2 separate regions of the Sus scrofa genome follow, and region 1 is linked to region 2. Evidence: chromatin contacts called from public promoter capture Hi-C data. All regions are on one chromosome and are shown on one strand. The core of a region is the stretch at or near the end of the contact, and the rest is flanking DNA. Distances in the headings are between cores, read along the strand shown. Region 1 holds the start of TNNC1 (troponin C1, slow skeletal and cardiac type). Region 2 holds the start of TWF2 (twinfilin-2).

Evidence for each region. Promoter capture Hi-C pulls out the DNA fragments that hold promoters and counts their contacts.
Region 1: a contact with region 2 is called in a promoter capture Hi-C map of fetal liver, with 3 times the contacts expected there. The contact joins the promoter of TNNC1 here to the promoter of TWF2 in region 2. A contact is called at or near these places in 3 of 5 promoter capture datasets (fetal liver and liver), 10 of 47 Hi-C or Micro-C datasets (alveolar macrophages, embryonic fibroblasts, heart right ventricle and 6 more) and 2 of 2 datasets of contacts at active chromatin or transcription factors (alveolar macrophages and skeletal muscle).

Annotation. Positions count from the first base shown.
Region 1 is chr13:34,592,870-34,595,569 of Sscrofa11.1, reverse strand. It overlaps TNNC1 (troponin C1, slow skeletal and cardiac type), which reads left to right and starts at 1,250. Exons shown (of 6, transcript NM_001130243.1): 1 at 1,250-1,282. The coding sequence starts at 1,259.
Region 2 is chr13:34,369,733-34,372,432 of Sscrofa11.1, reverse strand. It overlaps TWF2 (twinfilin-2), which reads left to right and starts at 1,436. Exons shown (of 9, transcript XM_013981767.2): 1 at 1,436-1,633. The coding sequence starts at 1,609. It also overlaps a transcript of TLR9 not described here.

The DNA.
Region 1 (2,700 bases), core at 1-2,500, 220 kb before region 2:
TTCCGGCGTACCTGAAGCGAGTCACTGCTTCGCTTGGTCTCAGTTTCCTTCTCCAGAAAAGAGGCAGTGGTTACCTCTCACCTTCCTCTTGGGCTCATTCCCAGTTGAGCACAAGAAGGCTAAAGGAGAAGAAAAATTGGGGCTTAGAATGCAAGCAGGACAGAATAATTGTGTCAGTTCTTAACCTCTCCAAGACTCAGATCTATGTCACATGGGCTTCCAGAGAACTGAGTGGGCTAGTCCACGCAAACGCCTGGCAGGCAAGGCAGGGAGCTGGTGTGAGTTCTGCGAGAAGGTGTTGAGTTAGGTGGAAGCAATGGCTATGTGCTGGCCATCTGGCACAAGACCCCCGCTGGTGTTCTACTAGAGCTCAAAATGAGGGGGCGATAGATTGGCTCTGGACCCAGGAACTGCAGTACTGGAGCACAGGCAGAGAAGGAGCCTTAACCCAGGGGAAGACCCAGATCTAGAAGAGAGAGGTGGTAAACCAACTTCAGGGGAACAGTCTTACACAGATGGGGCATCTGTGAGGGTGAGTTTGTTGAATGATTGATTGAATGCAGTCAAGCCCAGAGCTAGTACTTCTCTCCCTGGGGAGATGAGAGGTCTCAGGCAGGGCTTCTCTGGCACCCTTGGCAGAAAGGCTCCAGCCCATACTCTCCTGAGGTAGGTCAGTGCCTTCCTTCTCCACTAGTACCACAGCACCGTACTCTGAACTTGGCATTCGAGGCTTCTCTGAGGGTTCTGCTCTCCCACCCTCTCCTTACATAGTGTTGCCCCTGCTCCAGAGAGGTTTAACCTAAGTTAGGAGCTGCCACGTCAGCCAGACCTCAAGCAAGTCCTTCCAGGAGCCTCACCTATTCCCTTGATTGGATAGGGGTTGAGCTGCTGTGTATAGGGGCCTCACCTCCGGGGCAGACAGGAGCTGCAGTATAGTGGGCCCCAGGCGAGGCCCCTGTACACAGCTCCCGTCTGTCCTGGGCTTATGTTTTCATTTTTTCAAAAAACTTTTCTGGAGAGTCCCTGGGGAGATGGAGGACAGAGGGAGAGAGACCTGGTCCTTATAGCCCTTCATCTTCTCCTTGCCCTGGGCGGAGGACACAGGGACTCAGGCCAGTGTGAGATCACCAGGTCCAGGGGAGGGAGTGGAGGATACGGCAGGCAGGGGTGGGCTGGGCCGGGAATGTGGCGGGGCAGGGCTATTTAAGCCGAGGGCCGCTGCTGGCAACCTCAGCAGCCTGCCCTGTGAGCCGCCAGTATGGATGACATCTACAAGGCTGCGGTGAGGGATGGGCCTGGGCAGGGCTGGGGTGGCGGGCCCACAGGGGGCTCATTCAGCTCATGATGGGGGCAAGGTCACCTGAAGGAGATGGTGGGAATCCAGGAGAGGGACCACGTACTTTCAACCCAGGCCCTCAGGGGCTGGTGGGGCTGGCATTCCAGGGTGTGGAAGGGGTGAGGAGTTTAGGGTCTGTGGGTAGCTGTCAGGGTGGGTGGAGGAAGATGTCGCAGCTTTGGCATCATGTCTGCCCCTGTCTCCAAATGTCTCTAGTCTACGTCACTGGTCTCTGGACTTTTGCTGTTTCTAGTCTCTTTCCATCTCTTTGTTCCTTCCAAGCTCTCCCTCTGAGGCTCTGTTGCTGTTTCCCTGTCCCCACCTCCCCCACTGCTGCCCCTCATATTCTGCTTCTCACATGTCCACAATCCCCCACCCCCTCCAGCCCCTTGGCTGGCTGCAGATGCTGTGGAGAGTGGGATAGGGGTTGTGAGGAGGGGGCTGGAGAGCTGGAATCCTGAGCTGGAGAAGGGGCTCTGAAGTTTAAGGCAGGCAGGGAGGGACTGGGCATGGGGGTGGGGAGCTGGGAAGAAGGAACAGAGAGCTGAGGCCCCAGCCCGCATCCAGCTCGGCAGGCTCCGGATCAGTGGCTTAGCCAGGGGTAAGGGCTGGAGGGTGGTCACTTCAGGTCCCTGCAGGGCCCACTGAGGGGCTTCAGATGTGATTCCATGCCAGCAGGGGGGTGTGTTACTGACCTCCTCCCACCGTAGAGACAAGGACATCTGACATGGACAGCTGCTCCCAGGGGAACCCCTCCCTCAGCCCGGGGAAAGGAAGGGGGTGCCTCTGCCTATCCTGCAGGAGTCCATGGAGCTGGGGGGGCAGTCCTCCGCCCCATGCCCATACAAGGCCTGGCGGGGCTGGGAACTAATTTTGGCTCCTGAGGCTCCAGCAGGCCAGGGGGCTAGATAACGCTGCCCCACCCCCTGCATGCCAGAGTCCCCAGAACAATCACCAGGTTTAACTTTGTCCCCCGTTAAAAATAGCCCAGTGGCCACCCCGGTCAGGTTACAGTGGGTGGCTTTGCCTAGCCCCACTTTGGTTTTATTGTCCCAACCTGAGGGACAGCTGTCTCTTGGGCCACCCAGCTTGGGTTTCAGCCGGGGGTTGGGGGTGGGGTGGGGAGGGCGATGACTATTGTTACTCAGGGTCACCTTGGTCGTGGAAGGGGTTCCCACCTGTCACCCTGGCCCTGAGCCCAGTCTCAGTGAGGCTAGCCAGGTCACCTCAGGGCTTTGGGGGGCAGGGAGGGAGAACTGAGGCCTCTTCTGCTCTGTGACCTGGGAATGGCCTACCTCTTCCTGGCTTTAGTCTTCCCAGCTATGGAATGGGTTGATTTCCTCCACAGCAGCGAAGGCCTGAGC
Region 2 (2,700 bases), core at 187-2,686:
TATATATATATATATATATATTTTTTTTTTTTTTTGCTTTTTAGGGCTGCACCCATGGCAATATGGAGGTTCCCATACTAGGGGTCGAACTGGAGCTACAGCTGCTGGCCTTTACCACAGCCACAGCAGTGCCACGTCTGAGCCATGTCTGTAACCTACACCACAGCTCACAGAAATGCCAGATCCTTAACCCACTGAGCGAGGCCAGGAAGTGAACCTGCAACCTCATGGTTCCTAGTCAGATTCATTTCCACTGCGCCACGATGGGAACTTCTAATTTGGAAAATATTACTGAACACCTACTAATCCTGGGCACTGTTCTAGCTGCTGGAGATACAGCAGGGGTAAAAACTTAAACTGGTGGAGGGAAGACAATAAACAAATAAGCGAGTAAATATATGTGCCAGGCAGGGATAAAAACAAAGAGAATGATGCAGAGTGGGGCCAACCAGGTAGGAGGGAGGACTTTGCAATTAAGGTAGTCGTGTAATTTATCCAGTGATGGACATTAGAATAGAGAACATAACCTTATTAGTTTTAGTTAATGTGTTTTCTTGGTTAATTCCTATTTCCAAGGAATTTTTTTTTTTCAGGGCCGCACCCATGGCGCAGGCATATGGAGGTTCCCAGGCTAGGGGTCTTAATGGAGCTACAGCTGCTGGCCTACACCACAGCCACAGCAACGCCACATCCGAGCCGCGTCTGGGACCTACACCACAGCTCACAGAAATGCCGAATCCTTAACCCACTGAGTGAGGCCAGGGATCAAACCTGCAACCTCATGGTTCCTAGTTGGATTCGTTTCTCCTGCGTCGCGAAGGGAATTCTGCAGTCTCCTCTTTTCAGAAGACTTTCCCCACCCCTCTGCCAGGCTTTCCTCCAGGTTTCCACTCAAATTTCACCTCCTCCTAACGGCCCCTTACCCTCTGCACAGGGCACTCGCCACCACAGACACTGTTCATTTGCGGGCTGTCTAGCAGAAAGTCAGTTTGGGCTCCCACCGTCAGGACGGGGCCTTCAGGCGCGTCGCCTCCAGGTGCCCAGGGCCACAGGAGCCGCCCAAGAAACGTCTCCAAGGAAAGAGATGTCACACAAACACACGGGTGCCCATTCACACACAGAAAAACCCCTTCCCCGCTTCAAGGCCACGCCAGGATGCTACCCATCTGCAAACCCACCTGGCCCCTGACCGGGACTCAGGCTTGCGCGCGCTCATATGGATACGCCCCAGCCACAGACCACTCGGATCCGGGTGTACTGACACACACGTGCATGCGCCCACACATGCTAGGCGGTACGCAGATCGCATTCTCCGCCAGAAACAAGGCAAGCGCAAGCGCGCGGAAACACCACTCAAAGCTCCTCCCTGGGCCCACCTGGAGCCAGGCGCCTACTGCACGCACGCGCGGCCTCGAGTCCCGGCCTCGCCCGTCGGAGGCGGGGCGCTCTGGGGGCGGGTCCTGCGGCACCGCCCGGGAAGCTGCGCGAGGCTGGGAGGCTACCGCCACATCCTCCTCCTCCTTCTCCTCCTCCCGGTCCAGACGAGCCGAGCTGGGTCGTGGCCGAGCCGAGGGCTCTGAGGGCGCAGGCGGAGCGGGGCACGGAGCCATGGCGCACCAGACCGGCATCCACGGTGAGGGCAGATGGCGGACGGACGGGGGGCCGAGGGAGAGTCTGAGGCTGCGCCCCCTCCTGGGCTCCCGGCCCCTGTTTCCGATCCGGCACCAGCCTAGGGAAGCTTCCTGTTCTCTTGCAGCCGTGGGTCGCCTGGGGTGGGCAAATCTTAGTGGGGTGCGGACTTACTGGGCATAGTTGGGGGTGAAGGTATCTCTGTTCCCATCCGGGGGTGGATGTGCCTGTGTGTGCCTATCTATGTATTTTTGTCCCTTTCTGGGAGTGGGTGTACCCGGATGTGCACATCTGAGGGAGTGAGCACGCATGTGCACTTGTATGTACGGACCTGTGTGCACATCTGGATATGACTGCTTGTGTACATCTAGGGTCATTCGTGCACATACAGCAATGTCTTGATTGGACACTGTTGCATGGAACCATCTTTAGACATCAGTGTTTCGTGACTGTATGCACATGTCTGTGGGAGTCTGTGTGTGTGTGTGCACGCACAATTTGAGTGCATCTCAGTGTTCATTTGTTACCATGGATGGGTGTTTGGTTTGTACTGCTTTATGTCTGTGTGAGAAGGGAGCCCCGACCTTTGGCTCCTCCCAGGACCCTCACAAACCAGCCTGGGAAAAACTAAATGGGATGTGGAGAGTCACCAATCTGACCTTGACCTCTGATCTCCTGAGTCTGCCCCAGCTGGTATTGGAAGGTCCCAGCTCCAGGCTGGAGGTAGGAAAGAGGCTCCTGACCCTAGAGATTCCAGGCCAGGTCCTCCTTCAGCCCAGAGCATCAGCCTCCTCTCCCAAATGGCTTGGTTTCCTCCTTATACAGGATGGGAAAGAAGCAATGACCAGGGGCCAGGTGTTCTGACCCTACCCAGGCCTCAATGTCCCCCTGTGTCACTGACCTGGGAGGGCTACCTGGCCTGTGGGGAAGGCCCAGGCTGCTTACCCAGGTAGCCCAGTGGTTTGGCCTTCAGCCATTCCTCCTACCACGCCAGGATCCTCTGCCTGGGGCCATCATCATCGACCAGCCTGACCACCTGGTCTGCTTGCGGTTGTGGCCGCTTGGTGGCTG